Regions from separate parts of the Sus scrofa genome. Here region 1 is linked to region 2. Evidence: chromatin contacts called from public HiChIP or PLAC-seq data. All regions are on one chromosome and are shown on one strand. Each heading gives the region's core, a stretch centred on a gene start, on an enhancer-like site or on the middle of the called end of the contact. The rest is flanking DNA. Distances are from core to core; before and after follow the strand shown. Region 1 holds the start of EIF4EBP2 (eukaryotic translation initiation factor 4E-binding protein 2). Region 2 holds the start of AIFM2 (apoptosis-inducing factor 2).

The links. HiChIP or PLAC-seq counts read pairs in DNA pulled down with a chosen protein or histone mark.
Region 1: a contact with region 2 is called in an H3K27ac HiChIP or PLAC-seq map of alveolar macrophages. The contact joins the promoter of EIF4EBP2 here to the promoter of AIFM2 in region 2. A contact is called at or near these places in 1 of 47 Hi-C or Micro-C datasets (liver) and 1 of 2 datasets of contacts at active chromatin or transcription factors (alveolar macrophages).

What each region holds. Positions count from the first base shown.
Region 1 is chr14:73,320,280-73,325,403 of Sscrofa11.1, forward strand. EIF4EBP2 (eukaryotic translation initiation factor 4E-binding protein 2) reads left to right here and starts at 3,330. Exons shown (of 5, transcript XR_002338867.1): 1 at 3,330-3,790.
Region 2 is chr14:73,072,735-73,077,839 of Sscrofa11.1, forward strand. AIFM2 (apoptosis-inducing factor 2) reads right to left here and starts at 1,871. Exons shown (of 10, transcript XM_021073861.1): 1 at 1,760-1,871. It overlaps LOC102161997 (wiskott-Aldrich syndrome protein family member 1-like), which reads left to right and starts at 1,639. Exons shown (of 3, transcript XM_021073695.1): 1 at 1,639-1,660; 2 at 1,719-2,257; 3 at 3,405-4,080. The coding sequence starts at 1,639. The coding sequence ends at 2,137.

The DNA of each region.
Region 1 (5,124 bases), core at 2,080-4,579, 250 kb after region 2:
TAACCCACTGAGTGAGGCCAGGGATCGAACCCACAACCTCATATTTCCTAGTCGGGTTTGTTTCCACTGCGCCACCATGGGAACTGCAGTAGTTTCAATATGACTTTGCTAAGAGGGAATTTATTTGCTAGACACTTTATTTGCTAGACACAGAAATAATCAGTGAGGTAGTATCTTTATCTTCATATTATGGATGAGGCTCAAAAAGTGTAGGGTTACACAGCACATTAGTGGGCAAGCTCCTTTTTCTACTCTAATCTACCTGTCAAAGTGAACTTTTTTTAAATTTATTTAGGCTGCCCTGCAACATATGGAGCTCCCATGGCAGGAATCAGTTCCGAGCCGAAGCCTTGAACTAAGCCACAGCTGCAGCAACGCAGGATCCTTAACCCACTGTGCTGGGTGGGGGATCGAATCTGTGTCCCAGAGCTCCCAAGATGTTGCTGATCCCATTGCGCCACAGCAGGATCTCCCAAAATGAATTTTAAAAGGTGATACTCCCCTGTCCCTAAAACTTCAAAATTGTACCCTAATGTCAATCTGTGTTTACTTGGGGTTTTTTTGGTTGTTGTTTTTTGTCTTTTTCTAGGGCTGTACCCGTGGCATATGGAGGTTCCCAGGCTAGGGGTCTAATTGGAGCTGTAGCCACCAGCCTACGCCACAGCCACAGGAACAATGGATCCAAGGCGCGTCTGCAACCTACACCACAGCTCACGGCAACGCCGGATCCTTAACGCACTGAGCAAGGCCAGGGATTGAACCCGCAACCTCATGGTTCCTAGTCGGATTCATTAACCACTGAGCCAAGACGGGAACTCCTTCTTTTCATTGTTTACTTCTTTTCATTGTCTATTCCAACCTAATCTCAACCTTCCTACTATCTTCACCCTTTGCTCTGGGCAGAAAGATCTCCCTGTTCTCCCTGAACATCCCAAAATCTATGGTCAAAAGAGAGATCATGGAGGAGTGCATGTTGTGATCATATACTTTGTAGGTTCTGCACAGATGTAAACTAGCATCTTACATTTTCCTCTAGAAAGTGCCTTCTTCTTTTGACAGATGCAAAGACTTAGGATCTTTCAAGACTGAGTTCATTCCCCTCCAACTCTGGGGACCTCCAGACTGCAGGGTAGGCAGGGGGCTCTTCTTCCTGGATTCCTAGACATTCACCACAAAATCTGTTCCCTGCCATGCCCTGGCCCCATTTGACCACCAACCACAATATTTGCTTTGCTATGTAAGTTCTTTTGTCCATGTTTTTGTTAGGAAGTAGTAGCTGTTTCACTTGGACTGAATACTGGGTTCTCTTAGCCTCAGTTTCCTCATTCATCAAATAAGAATGATGGTTATGTTTGTGGTACCCATGGGTCTCTTTTCAATTCCATTTTGGACTTGTTGTAGGCAGAAGCAGTGCTGTCTAGGGCAGTGGTTCTCAAAGTGTTGTCTGGAGATCCTTCGGCATTGCTGAGACCCCTCCCAGGGACTTGTGAGTTTCCCTCTTTTTCAACCACATACGTGTATGAATCTGAGTTTTCTTCATATACTTGAATCAAAACAACACAACAGATTGAATGCAGAAACAGATGTAAGAGTCCAACTGTTTTCTATTATGCAGGCATTGAAATGTTTGCTGAAATGTTAAAAAAAAAACCCACTGTTCTATTTTTTTTGAAAATATAATTTTTAGGGAGTTCCCGTCGTGGCGCAGTGGTTAACGAATCCGACTAGGAACCATGAGGTTGCGGGTTCGATCCCTGCCCTTGCTCAGTGGGTTAAGGATCTGGCGTTGCCGTGAGCTGTGGTGTAGGTTGCAGATGCGGCTCAGATCACGCGTTGCTGTGGCTCTGGCGTAGGCCGGTGGCTACAGCTCCGATTAGACACCTAGCCTGGGAACCTCCATATGCCGCTGGAGCGGCCCAAGAAATGGCAAAAAGACAAAAAATATATATATATATATAATTTTTAAAATAAAAATGTTATGCTAACATAATGTGATGACATTATTTTATGAATTCACAAACACTTAAAATTCTGTTTTCATTTCTAATACAGTAGTTATCAATATATATAATCCACACAAACAAAAGATCTTTGGGATCCTCGATAATTTTTTTTTTCCGGCAGTGCGCAAAGCATGGGGAAGTTCCTGGGTCAAGGACTGAACCCAAGGCACTGCAGTTACAATACTGGACCCTTAACCTGCTGTGCCACAAGGGAACTCCCTCGGTAATTTTTAAGAATGTAAACTTTAATATCAGAAAGTTTGAGAATCCCCAGAGGAAAGTGTTCCAGATTTGGATTTTCCAGGTACCTCATGGTCTTAACCTTCCCCTGTGTTTTGGTTTCTTTTATCTCTAACACAGTACTCATCCATGTGACTTGGGCAGCTATTACTCTTTCTTTTATTAATGTTTATATGGTGCAGTATATCTGTATATAAGGACTGTCTCTGGAAGAATACACAATAAACTGGTACCAAGAGGAATTGCGAAACTGGAAGACAGTGGCACCGTAAACTTCTATGCTCTGTTTTTTATTTTTTATTTTTTTTAATTAAAAAATAATTTTATTACTACTGTCACCAAAAACAAATGCATATTCTGGTTAGGAAAACATGGCTAAATTAGTAGTGGACTGATACCTTGGCCGTCTATGTTATTTGTGATTATGTGGTTGAACTTGCACTTACAGAGCTGAAAAAGCTGTAGCTGTAACTTTGCATGTAGTTGGAGTATTCAGAGCAAAGTATCAACATGAAAGAATCCCCTCTTCATTATCACGCATTTAAGTTCTCAGTGGTTTGTTGGTGTAGAAAGCGTTAATTAATGTTAATGCAGCCAAGAGCGATAAAGAAATATTATAAGGCTTACTCAGAATCACAACTTTTTTCATACATTTTCTACTTTAAATCTCAAGTTTTAATCTCTTAGATATAAGTTGCTATTATTGCTTGGTGTGTGTGTGTGTGTGTGTGTGTGTGGTGTGTGTTTAGCTGCTGCACCCACGTATGCTCTGTTTTTTAGTACACGGTGCATGCACTGCCTATATTTAATATTGAGCCATTAAAAGTAAAATTACGCTTTTGTTTAGATAGATAGTAAACAGAAGTCAGCTTAAGTATTGTTGACTGACCAAAAAAATTCAAAAACAAACAAAACAATTTTCCGCGCCCACGATCACTTTCGTCTCACTATTTCGCGCTGCTTCTGCCCAGCTAGAGCTTCACCCTCAGGCCTTAAGCCCCGCCTATCACAACCCCGCCCACCATCGTGCCCACGCCCTTCGTGACGTAACGTCCGGTCGACCCACTACACTGGGCTCTCCCTGGCTCCCGCCTTCGCCCGCTTCCGGTCGTCGTCGTAGCCGCTGCTGCCGCTGCTGCTGCTGCTGCTGCTGAGGCTGCTGGCGGAGGCCGGAGGATCGGGCGGCGGCGGCAGCGGCGGCTGAGAGGGCGGCGGCGGAGCGGAGCGGGACGAGGGAACGAGAGGAAGCGAGTGGGGAGCGAGCGGAGCACGTCCAGCCCCGCCCGCCCTTCCGCCCGCCAGAGCAGGAGCAGCCCGGGCCCCCAGCTGCCGCCGCCGCCGCCGCCGCCGCCGCCCGCCTGCCAGCCCGCGGGACAAAGCCTGAGAGCCCGCGCCCAGAGCCATGTCCTCGTCCGCCGGCAGCGGCCACCAGCCCAGCCAGAGCCGTGCCATCCCCACCCGCACCGTGCCCATCAGCGACGCCGCGCAGCTACCTCATGACTATTGCACCACGCCCGGGGGGACCCTCTTCTCCACCACGCCGGGAGGTGAGCGCCGGCCGCCCGCGCGGCCCTCACACGGAGCCTGCAGCGGGCTTCCGAGCGCGTCCGCGCCCGCCTCCGCGGTGTCCCCGCAGTTTCCCGCCACGGTCCTTTAACTCAGGGCGTGTCCACGCTGGGCCGCTGCGGCCACCCGTCTCCACCAAGGCCCCTCCCCCCCAGCCCCACCAAAGCCCCTGTGAGACTGCTTTTGAGGACCTTAACTTCGCGTTCTCGCCAGCAGCTCGATTCAGCGCGTGCCCACTCTGGGAACGTGGCTCTCCTGTAGCGACAAAAAGCCCTTGTTCCCGCTTCGTGGCAGGTTTTTGTACTCGACCCAGTTTTCTCCGCTTCGCTCCTCTCCCGAGCAAATTTGTCTACACTTGGCCTGCATTCACTCCCTCACTCCGCGTTACCTCTGTCTCTTACAAATTGTGTATTTGTGCACATTCATGCTTGATTTCGGAGCTGTCTCCTGGACGTTTTTAGAAAGGAAGTCGAGAGATTTCGCTCCTGGGACCCTGCGATGACTTGTTTTGCTGCTTTTAGAACACCAGGAGGAGACTGGAATGCGGAGTTTGGAAGCCTCGCCCAGTGTTATCCTGCTTTGACAGCATTGTTTACACTGCTGGACGAGGCCCCACGGGTGGGGGGAGTCCCCAGGCTGGAGGAGGAATGCTAAAATAATGCTCAAGTAATGGCCCAGGGAAAGGAGCACTGGCAGCCTTGAGGGTAGAGTTCTAGCTGCCACGCTTTTGGAAATAAGCTGAAGAGAGCATTGGCAAGGAGGGCACCCTCGCCGGTGGGATTGCTTGATCCTGGGGAAAGGGCCGTGCAGAGCGAGGTTCCTGAGTATTGCTTTTCAAAGTACGACCAGGAACTGTTTACCGGGAAGAACACTGGGGTAGAGGTGAAGAGCGTTGAATTAATTGGTCACGGGAAAAGGGAGCTCAAAGGTTGTCTTGTCTCCTGACTGGGCTTTTCTCCAGAGGGAGGAGACTGGAGAGTGATTTTTGAGGGACATTTTGAAGGAAATGGTGCTTCATTTTAACTTCTTAACTTTGCCTTACGGTGTTGGGATGGCCTCTGGCTAGAGGATTGGGGCTTTGCTGGCAGCCTCTGCAGTCTACAAGATTGCTAGCTTCATTCCTGTGGGCTGGACTCACCAGTTGTACTACAACCAATCCCCCTGCACTTAGGCCTGGCAATCCTTTCATCGGTTGCACAATAGCAAGGCCGGTAGAATAAGATCTTCTTGCCAACAAGGGATGAAAATCCAGGGGAGAGCTGTACGGAGGAACCCTGCCAGGCCACTCTAGGGGTGGGGTGGCTGCCTTGGAAGA
Region 2 (5,105 bases), core at 621-3,120:
CATCCTCATGGATACTAGTGGAGTTCATTACCAATGAGCCACCAAGGGAACTCCAAACCCATGGCTTTTGTGTGCTCACTGGTTATAAGGAAGGTGGATTCCACACTGCTTCCAGACTGGTGGTCCTGGCTGAGAGGCTCCAGAGTGTGACTCAGAGCACCAGGACAGTCTCCCTTGCCAGACACCGGGTCCAAACTGAGACGGGCACTCCCCCCGCCCCAGGGAACACATGCTGAACAAAACCTCAAAAGACCAATTTCTGAAAGAGACTCAAAGTCTAAAGAGGAGGAGTTCCCGTCGTGGCACAGTGGTTAACGAACCCGACTAGAACCATGAGGTTGCGGGTTCCGTCCCTGCCCTTGCTCAGTGGGTTAACGATCCGGCGTTGCCGTGAGCTGTGGTGTAGGTGCAGACTCGGCTCGGATCCCGCGTTGCTGTGGCTCTGGCGTAGGCCAGTGGCTACAGCTCCAATTCGACCCCTAGCCTGGGAACCTCCATATGCCAAGGGAGCGGCCCAAAGAAATAGCAAAAAGAAAAAAAAAAAAAAAAAAAAAGTCTAAAGAGGAGGCAGCAAGGTTCATTTGAGTGTTATACAGGCTAGGCCACAACCTGGTACAGCCTCCTGGGAGCCAGTCTCTCGGTGGTTCCCATAATATTCCCAGAATCTGCTCTCTCACTGCCTGTGCCTGGACCCTGGCTTCCTCCTTTCACCACCAGACATGAAAAGAGCAGGCTGGCCTTGGAGCACACCGCTCTCTCAGCACCTCACTTAACTGCTGGGTAGTCCAGACCAAGGCCCAGCCCCGCTGAACCTCAGTCTCTCCTCTGACACCGAGGCCCTCCAGATGCAGGCTTATACACAGTGTTCCTTGGGGGCCTCTGGGAGTCTAGGGCAGTACCCAAGAACCCAAGCAGGCCTCCTTGATATTGCACATATTTACGTATTTTACATGTTGGCCTTTGATCTCAAGGTGCAGAGCCAGGACACCTGGAAGCCCCTTCCCAAACTGTGTCTGATCCTCTGCCCTGTGCCTGTCCTCCTGTGGGACTGTCAGCTCCCAAGCGCCCCTCCCCTCCTCATTTTCAGGGCACATCCAAGGATTAAAGGGAATCTAATTGGAGGGAAAAAGCAGGGTGTGTTTAGGGGGTGCTGTTGGGAGAAGAAGGAAAAAAAAAAAAAAAACAGCCAACATCAGGCACTAAAAGCCACTCAGACTGAATTTCAGGAGTCCTGGGCTCCCCACCCCATCACCTCCGGCACATCAGATATCTTGGCCACCTCTCGCCTCAGTCCCGGCAGAAGCTGGGGCTGCGTGGAGAAGCGGACCTTCCAGGGCACCCTGGAAGGGTAACCCAGAACATTTTCCTCCTAGATACCGAGGCGTCCCTCCTGCCATGTGACACCTGCTTCAGTTTCCACCATCCAGCGGCGACCCTCGGAACACCCTGGGATTTACGGGGTTGGGGGGTGGCCGAAGGGGAGAGGAGGTGATAGCGGAGCTGTCTTACTTGAGAAGACTTACGGATTTGTGCGGCGGACGCGGAGGGGACAAGTTTGCTCCTTCTTCGCGGGGAGCAAACCTCTCCGCTGAGTTTGGGGGGACCTGGGCCGGTGCAGACCTGAACAACGCATTCTCGATGGCCTCCCTCTCCTCCCAGGGCCACAACTGGGGAGCCCCGGCCCCCGACGCTGTTCAGGGTGTTTGGGGGCCCTGCAGACTCAGGGGTCTGGGAGAGCCCGCCCTTCGCGCCCCCTCACCTGCCGGCCTCCTCCCGCCGCTTCCGCTCCGGCTCCCGCCCGCTGCTCCGGTTGTCGCCGGCGGGGCCGAGGCCCCTCCCGGGCCGGCGTGACTCGGCGCCTCCGCCCTCCAGCCTCCGCTATGCCCCCGGCGGCCACCCGGGGAACTGCAGTCGTCCGCCCGCCTCGGCCAGCCCGAGAGCCAACTGCCCCAACCGTAAGCACTTGAGCCCTATGGCCGAGCTCGCCCGCGCCCTACCGGCCCCTCGGACTCCGCGCAAAGTTCGTCCGGCTCCCTGCCAGACGCCTTTCCAGCCGCCGTCCCTTAGAGGGCGAGCTGCAGCGCGAGCTGTGCGACCTCGGGCGGATCACCAGCCTTCTGCCTTCAGGCGCGTATAAACCAAAATGCCAACTCACTTAAGCACCTACTCCATGCTTGGCACTGTGCTGGCGCGCAGGGTGGTGGTGAGGGGTTGTAAAATGTAGAACAAAACAGGCATGACTTCTGCTTTCCTTGAGGTGAGAGTCTGGGGAAAGAAAAAAACACGTATGGCTAATTGCAGTAAGTAAAACTTGAACAGCAGGGCAAAGGAAAGGTGCTGGGGTCTCTCCAAGGATGAGATGGACTTGGCCCTGGGCAGAGGGAAGGCAACTGTGCCTCTGGGTGTGCAAAGGTGGAAGCAAGACAACGAGCTGAGAGCAGGGGCGTTGCAGAGGCGTCGAAGGCAGAGCGGCCAAGCCTGGCAAGGTAGCAGAAGCCTCCAGGCCCTGGTGAAGACTGTGTGGTCCCAAGAGCAGCAAGATGCCACCGCAGGGTTTTCAGCAGAAGAGTGAGGTCTGAGTTACTTCAAGGGTGGAAAGATGGGGGGAGTAGGAGGGCTGCCCGAAATTGGGGGAACTGGGTGTTATAGCGGGAAGGGGCTGTGGGGTTTGGGAGCAGAAGTAAATAAAGGCAGAGAGCCTGAACCTTTCCTCCTCTGGTTAGTAAACCACTTGAAACCTCAATGCTCCAGACTCTCTGCGTCTATTTAGTTCTGCTCCAAAACCCCACAGCCCTTTCCTGCTCTAACGCTATGTAGGAGGGAAGTCAAGAGGGAGAAAGAAAGTGCTTGTGTACTGATGCGAGCCACAACCTGGAGGTAGGATTGAGCCAATCTGGTGACAAATAAGCCATCTTCCTCTATTTAATGCACATATTAGCACCTACCCGAAACGTTGTAGCAAAGATTCAAGGAGATCATTTATGGTGAAGTGTGCCATAGCATGGTGCCTGGCACACAGCCGCAGTGAATACACAGCAGCCATTTATTACAGCTGGTTTAGATGGGCAGATTAGCCTGCCCAAGGCTACACAGTACACTGGCAGCTTCCTCGCTCCCAGTCCAGTGCTCTTCTGAATACTGCCCTTTACTGTCTTGGTTTTCATGAATGTTTATGCTAGAAATAGCCATTTCTGTACCTTTTCTAAAAGCTATAGTCAAAGACCTTGTATCCAATACTCTGGCATAGGGAGTATTGTGATCAATTCCACCTGGAAGACATTGGTCCCTGGAATCATCTCAAGCTGGGAGGGGAGCTGATGTGAGCACCCTGCTTTCATTCTTAGCTCACACAACTCAGGCTGCCTCTTCCAGTTCTTTGAATCCTTGCCTCTCTTCCTATCCAGCTGGCACCCTGCCCTGTGAAGGTGGGCTGAAGGAGGACAGACTGTCAGAGGGATGAGAGTCTCCACCTCCTCTCAGCCCTTGAGGCCACAGAAGAGCAACCATGCCTGTGTGTGGGTGAAGAGATCCCACGAGCCCTGTCCATCCTTACCCACCTCCCTGGGACCCATCAGGGAATCACAGGTTGGTTTTGATGCTCTAGGGGCAGTGACCCTTCATTTCTCCTGAGTTTTGCAGACTTCCAAATAGCTTGTATCTCCTTGTTTTCCTCCTGAAACCCATAGAGGAAAATAGGGTGGGGATTAAACTCTGACACTTAGGGCAACACCCACCTTTGACTAGCTCTTTGGGGGCTAGGACCTTGCTTTGCTGGACTTTGAGTCCCCGGCGTCTGGCACTGACCCCAGCACCTGGTTCCCTAGACATTCGCTAATGTGTGCTTACACGATTTTTTCTAAATTAAGATATAATTCACATACCATAAAATACACTCTTTCAAAGTGTACAATTCAGTGGTGTGAAGGCTACATAACCATCACTGCCATCTAACTCCAGGATATTTGCATCACTCCAAGAAGAAACCCCACACTCAGCAATCTCTACCTGGTCCTTCCTCCACCCAGCCCCTGGCAACCGGAATGATTCCTTTTTTTTTTTTTTTTTTTTTTTTGTCTTTTGTCTTTTGAGGGCCGCATCTGCAGCATATGGAGGTTCCCAGGCTAGGGGTCTAATTAGAGCTGCAGCTGCCAGCCACAGCCACAGCCATGCCAGATTTGAGCCAAGTCTGCAACCTACACCGCAGCTTACGGCAACACCAGATCCTTAACCCACTGAGCAAGGCCAGGGATTGAACCCACAACCTCATGGTTCCTAGTTAGATTCGTTTCCACTGTGCCACAATGGGAACTCCATGAGTGATTCATTTCTGATGAACCAATCCTACCAGTACTCTTAGAAACATAATAGCTATATTATTTATTGAACACAAGCTAAGTGCCTAGAATAACTTCTCAAATTTACTTTACATATGGGTCCTCCAAGGTAAGTTTTATTAATCTTCATTTCACAGATGAGGAAATTGAAACTCATCGATTAATAACTCAGGCAAAATCACCCAGCTAGTAAAGGAGAGTAGCTGGGCCTTGACCCTAAAGCAGCGCATCATGCCTAACCAAGCAAAGGAGAGACTCAATGGTGAGTTAAGCAGGCATCAGAAATTTACTGGGCACATGCCCCAGCTCTGCGGGAGACAGAGGTGAATAAGAGCAGTACAGCCTTGGGCTTGGGAAGGTCAAGGAAAGTTTTGTGGAGACACTGGGCTAAGATGGAGAGGATTCCAATCAGCAGGTTACAAGGGAAAGACTCAAAAAATCATCACAAACCTGAACCTGGGATTGAGAAGAGGTGTGCAGTGGTCCATACTGGACTCAGGCGTGGCTTGTAGCACTGGCGTGGCCCATCTTCAAGGACCTGCTCCAAACCACACCAACCAGGGAAAGAAGGTCATTTAACACCTTCTTGGCAACCAGAGGACACCTTGATTCAAGAAGGGGAGAGGGGAGATCCCTTCATGGCTCAGTGGTTAACAAACCCGACTAGGATCCATGAGGATTTGGGTTCAATCCCTAGACTAGATCAGCAGGCTAAGGATCTGGTGTTGCCATGAGCTGTGGTGTAGGTAACAGCTGCGGCTCAGATCCGGA